2 separate regions of the Ovis aries genome follow, and region 1 is linked to region 2. A link is a contact called in public Hi-C data. All regions are on one chromosome and are shown on one strand. The core of a region is the stretch at or near the end of the contact, and the rest is flanking DNA. Distances in the headings are between cores, read along the strand shown. Region 1 overlaps CMTM7 (CKLF like MARVEL transmembrane domain containing 7). Region 2 holds the start of CMTM7 (CKLF like MARVEL transmembrane domain containing 7).

Region 1 (5,847 bases), core at 1,989-4,488, 49 kb after region 2:
CTGTGAAGCCTGTCCCTCTCTCCAGCCCTCGGGAGGAGCACTGCCTTAACGTCTCTTCTGAAAACACAGCCATCTAATTTATCTCGCTTGGAAATCCGGTCTTGAAGGTACCCTCTTCCTTAAAAGTGAAGCCTCGTGGTAGCACCATGCGGTCAACCAGTCACCAACTAGGAGGTGTCACGGGCCCTTTCCTGTTGTTCCCATTGTGTATGTGTTTTTAAATAAAATGTTAACTTGGCCAATTGCAGGAGTTCTTACTAAATTAGAAGAAGGCTGTAAAACCAGAGTGAAGCACGTGCTACCTGAGGACCCACTAGGTTCATGTGCCCACCAGAGGGGAGAAGAGGAAAGAATGCATATTATCCTGGCCTCAGACTTGTGTGTTTTCAAAGTACATTAAGGGTGGAAACCAGCGTAATTCACATAAGACTCAAAAGCAACTTGGGCAGCCTTAAAAAAGCGGGAAATTCTGACACATGGTACACCATGGATGAACCTTGACAACATCATATTAAGTGAAGCAAGCCAGACACTAAAGGACAAATACTATATGATTTTAGTTACAAGAGGTGCCTAGAGTAGGCAAAATTCAGAGACAGAAAGTAAAATGGCGATTGGTTGCCTCCAGAGTCTGGAGGGCGGAATGGGGAGTATTTAATGGGTAGGCACAGCTTCTGTTTGGGAAGGTGAAAATATTCTGCTCTGGTTGGGTCTTCCTTGGCAGTCCAATGGGTAGGCTCTTTGCTTCCACTGCAGGGGCTGCAAGTTTGATTCCTGGTTGGGGAACTAAGAACTCACATGCCACCAAAAGAACAAAAAATACATTCTGGAGATGGTGGTGACGGCTGCACATTAATCTGAATGTAATTAACGCCTAAAAAATTGTTTAAATGGTTAACTTTTCTGTTACGTATATTTCACCAAGAGTTTTTCTTCTCTTAAAGCAACGCAGGACCCTCTGTCTAAGGCTCCTAAGTAACTGACAAGCTTCTTGGGAAATGGAGAAAGAGAGACACAGTTCAGCCCAGCAGAGGCCAGCACCATGTTCTAACAGCTAAGCCTTGCAGGTCTAGAGAATACAGGTCTGTCATCTCAGGGGCAGTGCCCACGAGTAAGCCAAACTCTGTCCCCACCACCCCAGCTCCCAGCACAGGGAGGTGACCCACCAAGCAGTCCCAGCCCGGCAGGACCAAGCGGAGATATGGGAGGAGGGACATTTGAACCCATGGTGGGAGGATGGTTAGGACTCCGCGCTTCCACTACAGGGGGCATGGGACCTGCAGGGACCTGCCCCAAGGACCGAGAGCCAGTTTTCACTCGTCATGACCACTGCAGGCCCAGGAGAGGGTGTTGACACCAGGGACCCTGGGAGGTGAGGCCAAAGTGGGTCGGCCCACATGGTCTCCCACGAACAGGCGGCAGAGCCCTGGGGAGGGACCTGGAGGGTGGGGTGGTGCCCTCCATGGGGCAGGCCTCTGCACAGACGCTTCTCACCATCCACAAGGAAACACTTCTGCTCAGTGAGGCTCCCAGGTGCGGCCACAGAACTGGCCCTTCCTCCAGGGGCCCCATGAGGAAGCCCACCTGTCCCAAAGGCCGGGTGGAGACCCCAGGAAAAAGCCGAGGGCACATGAGGTCAGGGCTGGAGATGGGGTTTGAGTCCAGGTCCTCACCCTGGACCTGGAGGCTCGGCCTGGACTTAAAGTCTCCGTCCTTAGCCTGGGCCTTCAGTCAGGATGCTCAGGTGACCCAAAGCTGGCCCAGACCTGTGCCACCACCTCCCAGGCCTCGTTCGTAGCCTGGGTTGCTACCTTCTGTTGCCATGGAGATACGGCAGGCCTTTGGGTCCCACTTCTTCCCCACTGTAGGGCAGTTTCTGGACTGTAGCAGTGAACAGGGGCTCACAGAGGTGAATTTTTATTTTAAATTTTTAAAAGAAGTTATCCTGTTTTTTAAATTAACTCATTAATTGGCTGATTCAGATCTTAGTTGAGGCCCTCGGATCTTTTCCTTGCGCACTCGATCTATCTAGTTGCGGCATCAAGGCTCAGTAGCTGCAGAACACAGGCTTAGTTGCCCGAGGCATGTGGGATCTTAGTTCCTCAACGAGGGATTGAACCCTGGTCCCCTACATTGCAAGGCCGAATGTTTACCACTGGACCATCAACGAAGTCCCCAGATGTTGATGTTATGTGCAAAATATATATTAACATCTTAAGATGCACACTCTGTTATTGATGGCAAACACTGACAGTGGGAACCCCGCCTCACACAGCCCTAGGAGAAGGCTGGCCTTGCACCTTGCCTGGTCCAGGGAGGCACCAGGAATGCGAGGTGAACTTCTGAGAACCTTCCAGGATATCTTGGATGAGCCAGGCTTCCTCCACCTCCAGCCACCAAAAACAGGTAGATGAATGAGCAGAAGAGGCTACAGCCCCATTTAGCACCTTACTCCAAACGGCATGTAGTTAAGGTCACTCCTCTTATAGGCTGACTGCATTAGAAGTCAGTGTTATAAATGTAAGTGAATAATTTATATGGATGCCATATTTCCAGTTTTATATAATGGGATTTCATGCGTAGTTTCGACTGACAAGGGGGACTTCTCTGCTTTAAAAAAAAAAAAAAGCACTCCTTGAGCTGAAGGGAGCTGCCAGGCTGCCCACTAGACACCAGACAAATGGACAGGGCAACCAGTCCAGGTTGGAGAGGGCCAAACACCGGGAGAAACTTCCTCTGGAGGCCGCGGTGACCATACCTGGTGCCTCTGGACCTTGTAAGGAGACTGAGTCAACTGGTAGCTTCTTGGGGGTTCACTGCCAAGAAAAAGAGAACACGATTAACTCTATATAGAGTTGTGCAAAAAAGGAAACTCTAGTATGAAGTGTTGCGCCGGATTCAGTTCTGAAGAGGGATTAAATAGTCAATAGCCAGAAAGCTATTGATCTGGTCGAAACAAAAAAGGAGAAAGAAACGCCGGGCCGGGGATGCACGTGGAGGGGCGGCCGCAAGCGCCACCGGGGTCGCCAGAAGCCCCACGTGACTGAGAGAAGTAGAAATCTGGATTTTTAGGCCAAACAAAACTTGCGTGGGCTGGCTGCAGCTGGTTTGCAGAGCACCCCCGACTCCTAGCGGCGGTCCTCGGGCAGGCCGGGGAGGGGCGGGGGCGCAGGAAGTCAGTTGCTTCCTGCGCCCGCTCGGGCGGAGCCCTCCCCCGGGAGCCGGGTCCCCCGCCCGAGCCGCGCCTCTGGGCGCCGCCACTGCTCCCCGCGGGCTCGGCTTCCTTCTGCGGAGAAGCACCCGGCCCCGCCGGAGGCTGCTCGGCTCCCCGCGCCCGCAGCGCCGCCTTCTGGTGGCCGTGGGGAGCGCCGCCGCCGGCCCGGAGAGCCGAGACATCCGAATCCAGGGTTCAGGATCAGAAGCACAACTTGCAGGTTTTATTGGAACCTCAGGCACTCAGACGCATCATAATTCCCTAGTTCGTGATGCTCACGCGCTGATCACTGGCTTCTGACCACATTTAACTGTAACTACACGCTTCCCACCCCATCCCCGCTCCTGGTTCTCCTTTCTTTCGAAATCTCCATTCACCACACCTTTGCTTTTCTTACCGCATAATTCTAGTTTCGCTCGATGTATTGCCTAAAAAGTGCAGATGAGTACGGCAATTCTTTATAATTAAACGAAAAGGACTCCATGCCGTAGGTCATCCTTTCACTATGTTGCTGTAACAGACACACCACCCCCCGCCCCCACCTTGTTTCAGGCAACACTTAGCATCCTCTCAGCCCTTATTCGCGCCCTCTCTTAATCCAGCCAAGAACCGCGTGTCTGCCGCGCAAAGGCTGTGACCAGTTTCACTCCAGCGCAAGCACAGAGCTGGGCCGCAGGCTTCACGGACAGCTTTTGACTGCCACTCCAGAGCTTTCCTGTGGACCCTGCCATGGGTGTGCAGCCCGCAGTTACGGGAGAGTTCCTGCCCGTAGGGTGATGCTGGCTAATTGGACACAGCAGTCAGTGGATACATTTGTCCTCCTTACCTGAGACACACTGTCCTGTGTGTAGCCGCTCAGTCATACCGACTCCTTGCGACCCCGTGGATAGTAGGCCGCCAGGCTCCTCTATCCACGGCAGGCTCCTCTGTCCATGGGATTCTTCAGGCAAGAATACTGGAGTTGGTTGCCATGCCCTTCTCCGGGGGATCTTCCCAACCCAGGCATGAAACCCAGGTCTCTCGCATTGCAGGCGGATTCTTTACCGTCTGAGCCACCAGGGACGCCCAGACTGTCCTGAGGCAGATTTTATACAGTGTCTCCCATGGGACCCTGCAAACGATCACACAGAGTGGTCCATTCGGCAGCCTCCTACTGGCTTCACTGCCCAGGTAGGTAGTCCATCTGGGTCTGTGAGTACAAGTCAAAAATAGGCCGCCGCTGCACCAACTAACTGCCTTACTCAGGGGCCACCTTGGAAGACAGTAGTGAAGGTTGCTGAGCCCAGTGGTTGGAGCTCGGAGCATCTGACTCTTCCAAGGAAAGAAAATAGCCTGGAGGGAGCGATGAAAGGCCAGGGGCAACCCCCCACAGGCCCCGCAAGAAGTGGGCAGGCAGAAAGCCGCCAAGATTCTCAAACGAGCGAGTCGTTTGAACAAAAAGTGAGTCACCTTCCAAGTAAAATTCCTGGGTAAGGAAGGAGGCCACGGAATGCCAGGAAAAAGGCAACCCAGGAAAACCGCTGTACAGATGAATCTATTTTACAATAGCCAAGACAGGTGATTGACAGGGTTAAAAGGGGCGGACAGAGCGGACCAGAGGAGTCGTGAGCTTGCACGTGGGAAGCAACGCGGGAACCTGGACTGAGTCAGCGAGTCCTGCGCGTGAAGACCTACTCGGTGCGAGCTGACTCCCCTCAGACCCGGTGAACCAAAGCCATGGGACGGGCGCGGACAAGATTCAGGTATGGATCGGCTCTCCGGATTCACCCCTCCCAGGGGAAGCCCCGCGTGCTCCTGAACTTACGGAGTACAGGCTGTAGTTTTGTGGGGGGTTTGGGTGGCTTTGCTCTGACGGTGCTTGCCTCTCTTTCATAAGAACCTGCTCGCGGGACCCACTCATTTGATCCACTGTTGGTGGCTCCTCTGAGGGTCAGATGCAGGCTCCAGGATAGGCTTTTCCCCGTAAAGTTTGCCGAGCATAACATTCGAGACAGCACCTTCTTCCTGGGAGAAGAAAGGGCACACGGTCTTTTGAGGGTGGCCAGGGTCAACACGGAGTTCCCACGCTTCCTGGGGAGCTGCACGCCCTCTGTCAGGCCGGTGGAGGCCAGGAGCTTTACTGTGGACTCTGGGTGCCTAGGTAAGAAGGTGGCCTCGTTCATTTCCACCACTCTGGAGGCTTCCAACGTGGCGCAGTGCCACTCTCCTCATACCTGGCTCTTGGCCTGCAGTCTAGGGTATGGCTAACAGTTTATGTTTTAAATGGGGGCGGGGTGGCGGCCAGGGATGGAAGAAACCAGTTTGCTTCCACCTGGCATAGCACACAGTACACTTAAGGCCCTGAATTCTCCAGTGAGACAGCATCAGTGGCTTGGACACAGCTTGTTACCATGTGAACTGTTGGTGGGCATGCAAGCGTCTCTATGACGGCTTCACAGGCCAAACTGCTTTTGCTTAGTGACCCACGCTCCCCTCAGCTGCCTTCCAAGTAGCCAGCTTGGGAGCTGCTTCACAAAGAGACGTTTCACAATCAGTGAACAAGAAACTTGGTGTGACCACAAATTACGGCAAAAATCCCAGCTCCACTGGCCCCTTTGCATATTGCATAGAGACAGTACATCCCAAACCTGGGA
Region 2 (6,234 bases), core at 1,392-3,891:
GCTAAAGTCTGTGGGGTCGCAAAGAGTCAGACACGACTGAGCGACTGACACTTGTATTGTTAACACATTTTTTAAGCTGTGCTTGAACTGTGGTTGGTAGGTTGATTACGAAATTGAAAATTAGTTGTTAAAGTGCTGTCTCTTTAAATACATAGAATGAAGAAAAAAAAGCTATACACACACACAAAACATCAATGCTGCCACGAAAAAGTCTTTGTGAGGAATTTCTAACAGGAAATTGTGGTATGATTCAGAGCTTAATTGTAAAGGATCATGGGGTGATTTTTAAATTTCTTTGTTTTTCCTAGAAAAAAAAGAATACACAGTGAGCATTTCTGTTCAGACTTAATTTTAATTTAATAGAACAGTGAAATTGATCTGACCTGTTTGATAGTCACAGTTATTCTTGGGCTGCATGGCTGTGCTGTGGTCAGATGTGCCCGACTCTTTGCGACCCCATGGACTATAGCCAAGTTAGTGGGCCCCCTCACTCTTGTGAGTGCACTCACCTAACCCCTTGCTCCCCAGGGGGCAGCCCTTCTCACCAAGAGGGCATCACATTGTGTAGACATCTCCGTGTACTTGGCCACAGGTCAAGTACACTCCAGATCAGCAGACGGCTCTTGTGCGGCCAAGCCTCTCGCTCCAGCTTTTTAAAAAAGAAAAAATTTATTTGGCTGCACTAGCTCTCAGTTGCGGCATGCAGGATCTAGTTCCCTGACCACGGATCAAACCCCGGGTCCCCTGTATTGGGAACATGGAGTTTTAGTCCCTGAACCACCAGGGTAGTCCCTGTCGCTCAGGCTTTTAAGTGATCGTGATAAAATGATTAACACAGAATGGGCCACCACCAGTGATTACGTCTGATCGAGGCTGGGTGGCACGTGGGCCAGCGGCAGGGAAACCCAGCCAAGTCTCGGCTTCACTGGACTTGGAAACGACAGTGGTTCACAAACTCTGAAATGCATCTGATTCATGTAGGAGGTTGAGGGCCGATCTTGCCAGAACACAGGTTGCTGAGTCTCATACCCGGAGGTTCTGATTCAGCAGGTCTGGGCAGATGGAGAGGGGAAGCGGTGAGAATTTGCATTTCTCACAAGTTCCCAGGTGATGCTGGGAACACAAATCGAAAATCACTGATTTAGGAGATTGGTGGCCCCTGGAAGGAAGAGTAATCCAGTGCTAGTTTCTTTTTTTGCTTCCCTGAAGCCTTCACAGCAACAAAGACCTCACGTCGTCTCCACAGTGTGTTGTGACCCCTTGGAAAAGCACAGAAGCGAAGATGTGAAACTGTATAGAAAATGACATGCGATGTCAGCTTCGTGCCCGGGGCATCTGAAGCTGTCACAGAGCACCTGCATAGCTGTCACATTGTCACAGCAGCCCTGAGGTGCGGTTACCTTTGTTTTAGAGAATGAAACGGAAGTACCAGGCACCATGACTGTCGTCTAAACAGAAAACAGATATTGGAGGCGGTTTCTTTCTTTGGTCATGAAAACTTCCTAGTGTACACGAAAGTAGAGAACGTGGTGTCACGAATCCCCGAATGCTTCAGCTTTGGCAATGACTGGTTCTCAGACTTGAGCGTTCAGTAGAATCACCTGGCAGACTTGGCAAAGCAGAGATTTCATGAGTTATCCCTACTTTCTAGAATTATCAAAGGACTTCTCCAGTGGTCCTGCGGTTAAGATGCCAAGCTCCCACTGTAGGGGGCCCGGGATCTTAGTTGGGGAACTAAGGTTCCGCATACCACATGGTCCAACTGAAGAAATTATCAGGACTTATCAACAGTTAGCACTGGCATCCAGTGATCTCATGAGGTAGGATTTTGTGTTGTGTGGAAACATTTCGTGGTTTGATGACTGATAGCATTTCCTTTCAGTGATCCTGCTTGCTCGTTTAAAAAATAACCCAGAACGCAGGAAACAGCATCTCTCTTGGATAGCGGTTTGACAGCTTCTTATAGAGAGAAACCTGTGCTCACTTTGTGACCCAGCAAACCCATTGATAGTTGCCCCCACACACATAGAAATGAGAGCTTCTGACCGCCAAAAAAATTTCACCAGAATGGTCACAGCTTTATAGGGTAAAATGGGATTGATCTCGATGCATCCTGTCGAGTGAAAGAAGCCAGAAAAAATGAGAATATTATGTCAAGTCTATCAAATCCGAGAAGAAGCAAAACGAATCTATAGCGACAGGAAGTGGGAAAAGAGCACGATGGAACTTTTCCCCCGTGGGCGGTGATTACACAGATGTACATTCACACACAGAACAATTAACAGAGCTGAACACGGAAGGCTTGGGCATTTCAGTGAGTGTAGTTTACACTTCAAGAGCCCTCAGCACACATCCGCAGCCTCGCCCACACCAGATCCCAGGAGGCTCAGACCAGCTGTGCCCGGCCTCGCCCACCTCGGAAAGGCTAATACTCGGGGCATCCGCTTCCCTCGGCCCCCTCTAGCTCAACTTCCGCGCCTCCCCAAGGGCGGAGGCTACAGCCGCCTTTCAGCTGCGCGCCGGCCAGTGTAGCCGAGGCTGGGTGGGCGTCCTCCGAGCGGGCCCGGGGCGCGTGCGCCCCGCCCACCAAGGCCCCGCCCCGCCCACAGGCCCCGCCCCGCCCCACAAGGCCCCGCCCTCTGGTACTGGCCCTTGCCCTCCGCCGGCGGAGGCAGCCCGCGGGCGAGGGCCGCGCGATGTCGCACGCAGCCGGGCTCGTCCGCACCACGTGCAGCAGCGGCAGCGCCCCGGGAGCCGGGGCCGGCGCGGGGCCGCTGGGCGCGAGCTCCTCGGAGGGGCTGCTGGACCCCGTCTACCCCCGCACCCACGCGGCGATGCTGAAGGTGGCGCAGATGGTAAGGGAGGCCGGGGCGCGGGCCGGGGTCCCGCGGGGAGACCGCGGAGGGCGGGGTCCGGGAGGGGGCGCGCCCGCGGCGGGAGCATCGCGCCCCGGGCGGGGTCGCGCGCCGCCCCGGTCACGTTGGAGGGGCTTCCTCCGGCGAGGAATTCGGCGCGCCCCGGCCCTGCTCCGGGCTCCCAGTTCCTCCAGCCGCTCCGCGGGGTCCGCCTGCCTGGGGCCGCAAGAAGCCACGGCCAAAGTTCCGAGCGCCTTCCTTCCTCTTCTCGGGCCGCGCCGCTTCGGACCCGCCAGGGGGTGGGGAGTGCCGGGGGGCGGCGCTCAGGCCGCGGAAGCCGGCCGCCTCCAGCTCTCTGGCCGCCGCGGCTTCCTCGCTAACCCCGCGCCGCTGGGCCTCCTGCCACCGGAGCGGCCTCGCCCGAGCGCGGGGTCCGCGGCCCGGCCTTCCGGGGGCAGAAGGTGGGGGACCCTTGGGGCAGCTGTCCCGGGCCCTGCCCCTCGACTCCCGAGGGAGGGCCTGCCCTCGGGGCCCCTGGACGGCAGCGGTCACTCGGGAGGCCTCTGTGCTTTGTGAGGAGCGGGCATCTCCGGAAAGGGAGCCGGGCGGGACCGAGGCCGGGCCCTCCAGCAGCGCAGACCTTGCCCGGCCTGTTCCCCATTCTTCTCTCTCTTCCCAAGTTTTTCTTCCTCACAATTTTTAAGCCTGAAACACCTTTCACGTTTGTCTGATGTGTTTGGAAACTCGGCCGGGCTCATTGTGATTCCACTCCAGATAATGTTTGCAGTGAGAATGGTAGAGGGGGGGAAAGTGGTGGTTTTGCAAGGAGGGAGGGATGGGGCTTATACGCAAGGTCACGGACCCAGAGGCCGGGCTGCCTGGACACAGGGTGAGAGCCTCGCAGGCGTCCACAGCTCTGTTACTCTGGGGGCCAAGGGCGCGTGGAGGGGACTCTGGTTTCCTGCTTAGGCCAGAACTGAAGGGAAGAGGGACTGAGTTCCCTTTTCTCAAAGAAGAGCATCTAGATGGACTAAAAATTAGGAAGTGGAAGTATTGTAGCTACTAACCAAAATAAATCAGGCACAGCTGTGTTGGCTTTGAGTGAGGCATTTTGGGGGGCTCAGGCTAAGAAATCTGATCAGCCAAATAGAGGGGACGTACCTACCTCCCCACCCGCTCCAGTGTTCTTGCCTGGAGAATCCCAGGGACGGGGGAGCCTGGTGGGCTGCCGTCTATGGGGTCGCACAGAGTCGGACACGACTGAAGCGACTTGGGAGCAGCAACCTACCGCCTCATCCTTAAGAAAGATGAATGGGAGCCTTGGAAGGTGTATCAGGAGCTGAATGATGAGATTAGTGGACAAAGATTGGGGTCAGAGCCATCCATAAGTTTAATAGACACAGACAGGGGAGAAGAGAAACCACCCCTTCATTCCTCTCCTAAACTAGCCTCTTACCTTTGGCCCTTGGGCCAAGTTGCAGGTGACAACTATGCCCCAGAGAGAACAGAGACTTGGAGAATTGCATCTCTGTGTGCCCAGAGGGTTCTTACGCCTTCTTCCTTCCCTGGGGACTGCCCTGTGGCTGCAGGCGGGTTTGAGCAGACCCCCTGGGCGTGAAGTTGCCTTCGCCATGGTCATGTTACTACGCAGAGACCATTTGGGGCTGATCTCCTCCTCCTCGTCTTCTCTGGGAGTCCCCCCAAATCCACTACCCGAGGAAGGAATATCCATCTGGATCCTCACAGAGTGTGAGCTGGAGCCGGGCCTCCTGGCATCATGCGTGTCCTTGAGGGGCCTGGGCTGGAAGGAGTGCCCGGGCCCTGCAGGCATCCAGAGGCCCTTGCCCGGGGCTCCAGCAGCACTCCTCATCATTTTGTTTGTTCATTAGACTTCAGTGAGTGCTGCGTTCACCTCTGTTTCTCCAGAAACAGATAGCTGTGACAAAGCCCTTGCCCTCAAGGATTCTGTGGTTTTGCTGAGGAGGCAGACTTGTCCCCAAACTGCCTGGCTGATGTGATGAAAGGTCTGTGGTTGCCCACATAAGGAAGGAAGGATGGAGGGGAGATTAAGGTGACATTTGAGTTGAATCTTGAGGGTTGAGTGTGGGTGTGTCAGGCTGGGCACGCCCTGTTGGCCTCCCAGTGACTTTATTCCGGTGATTCTGGGGAGGGGGGACGCAGAAAGGAAGGAGACAGGGTGAGATGAGGGCCAGTGATGGGCAGTTCTTCCTGACATTTAGAAAGGGGTCTATGTCTCTTATTGAGCATCTGCTCTGTTCTTACCTCTGCATAAGCCAAGCTTGTCGGAGAAGGCAATGGCACCCCGCTCCAGTACTCTTGCCTGGAAAATCCCATGGATGGAGGAGCCTGGTAGGCTGCAGTCCATGGGGTCGCTAGGAGTCGGACACGACTGAGCAACTTCACTTTCACTTTTCACTTTCATGCATTGGAGAAGGAAATGGCAACCCCCTCCAGTGTTCTTGCCTGGAGAATCCCAGGGACGGGGGAGCCTGGTGGGCTGCCGTCTGTGGGGTCGCACAGAGTCGGACATGACTGAAGCGAAGCCAAGCCAAGCCAAGCCTGTGGAGACAAGATAGAGCCTTTCAGCAGAGACTCTGACACTTGCAGAACCATAATAGGGAAGGAGAATCAGAATGTAGTTTCATAAGCAGTGAAGATGGAAATCTAAGTGTCTTCCAGAAGCTTCCTTTTTAAAAAGTTTTATTTTCAGTCACACTGTGCGGCTTGTGGGATCTTAGTTCCCTAATCAGGAATTGAACCCAGGCACTCGGCAGTGAGAGCCCCGAGTTCTAACTACTGGACCACCAGAGAATTCCTAGAAGGTTCCTTTATTTACTCAGTGAATATAGAGCACCTGCTGTATGCTAGGACAGTGTGGAAGGCCCAGTGAACAAGAGGGGTCAGCCCCTGACTTCTTTATAGTGTAATTGGGAAAATAAACATTGAGTGGTTTTAAATATAAACGTGTGCACTGGGACAAAAGTTACAAAGGAAAGGCCCATAGAGCAGCAGTCCCCAACCTTTTGGGCACCAGGCACCAGTTTCATGGAAGACAATTTTCCCGTGGACTGAAGGCGGGGGATGATTCAGGATGATTCAAGTGCATTACATTTATTGTGCACTTTATTTCTGTTATTATTACATCAGCTCCATCTCAGATCATCAGGCATCAGATCCCAGAGGTTGGGGACCCCTGCCGCAGGGAATTAACTGGGAGGTCTACCCTGTCAGGGAGGTAAGGAAGGGCTTTTCTGTGGAAGGGATATTTGGAGGATGAGGGAACAGCATTATCAGAAGAAGGAAGAGCACAGACAGGGGCTCAGTGACTGGAGGAAGGAGGAGTGATGGTTGGAGGGAA

What was found. A called contact is a pair of places that touch in the nucleus more often than the background predicts.
Region 1: a contact with region 2 is called in a Hi-C map of hypothalamus, with 2.9 times the contacts expected there. The contact joins the enhancer-like site here to the promoter of CMTM7 in region 2. A contact is called at or near these places in 4 of 16 Hi-C or Micro-C datasets (blood and hypothalamus).

Annotation. Positions count from the first base shown.
Region 1 is chr19:6,886,568-6,892,414 of ARS-UI_Ramb_v3.0, forward strand. The region is part of intron 3 of CMTM7 (CKLF like MARVEL transmembrane domain containing 7); the gene reads left to right. Among named protein-coding and RNA genes, the nearest start is that of CMTM7, 48 kb to the left of the region's middle. Within about 2 kb of position 3,239, at least 11 of the 54 cell types and tissues checked have an H3K27ac peak or open chromatin away from gene starts, as enhancers often do.
Region 2 is chr19:6,838,580-6,844,813 of ARS-UI_Ramb_v3.0, forward strand. It overlaps CMTM7 (CKLF like MARVEL transmembrane domain containing 7), which reads left to right and starts at 2,642. Exons shown (of 4, transcript XM_060402726.1): 1 at 2,642-2,855. The coding sequence starts at 2,697.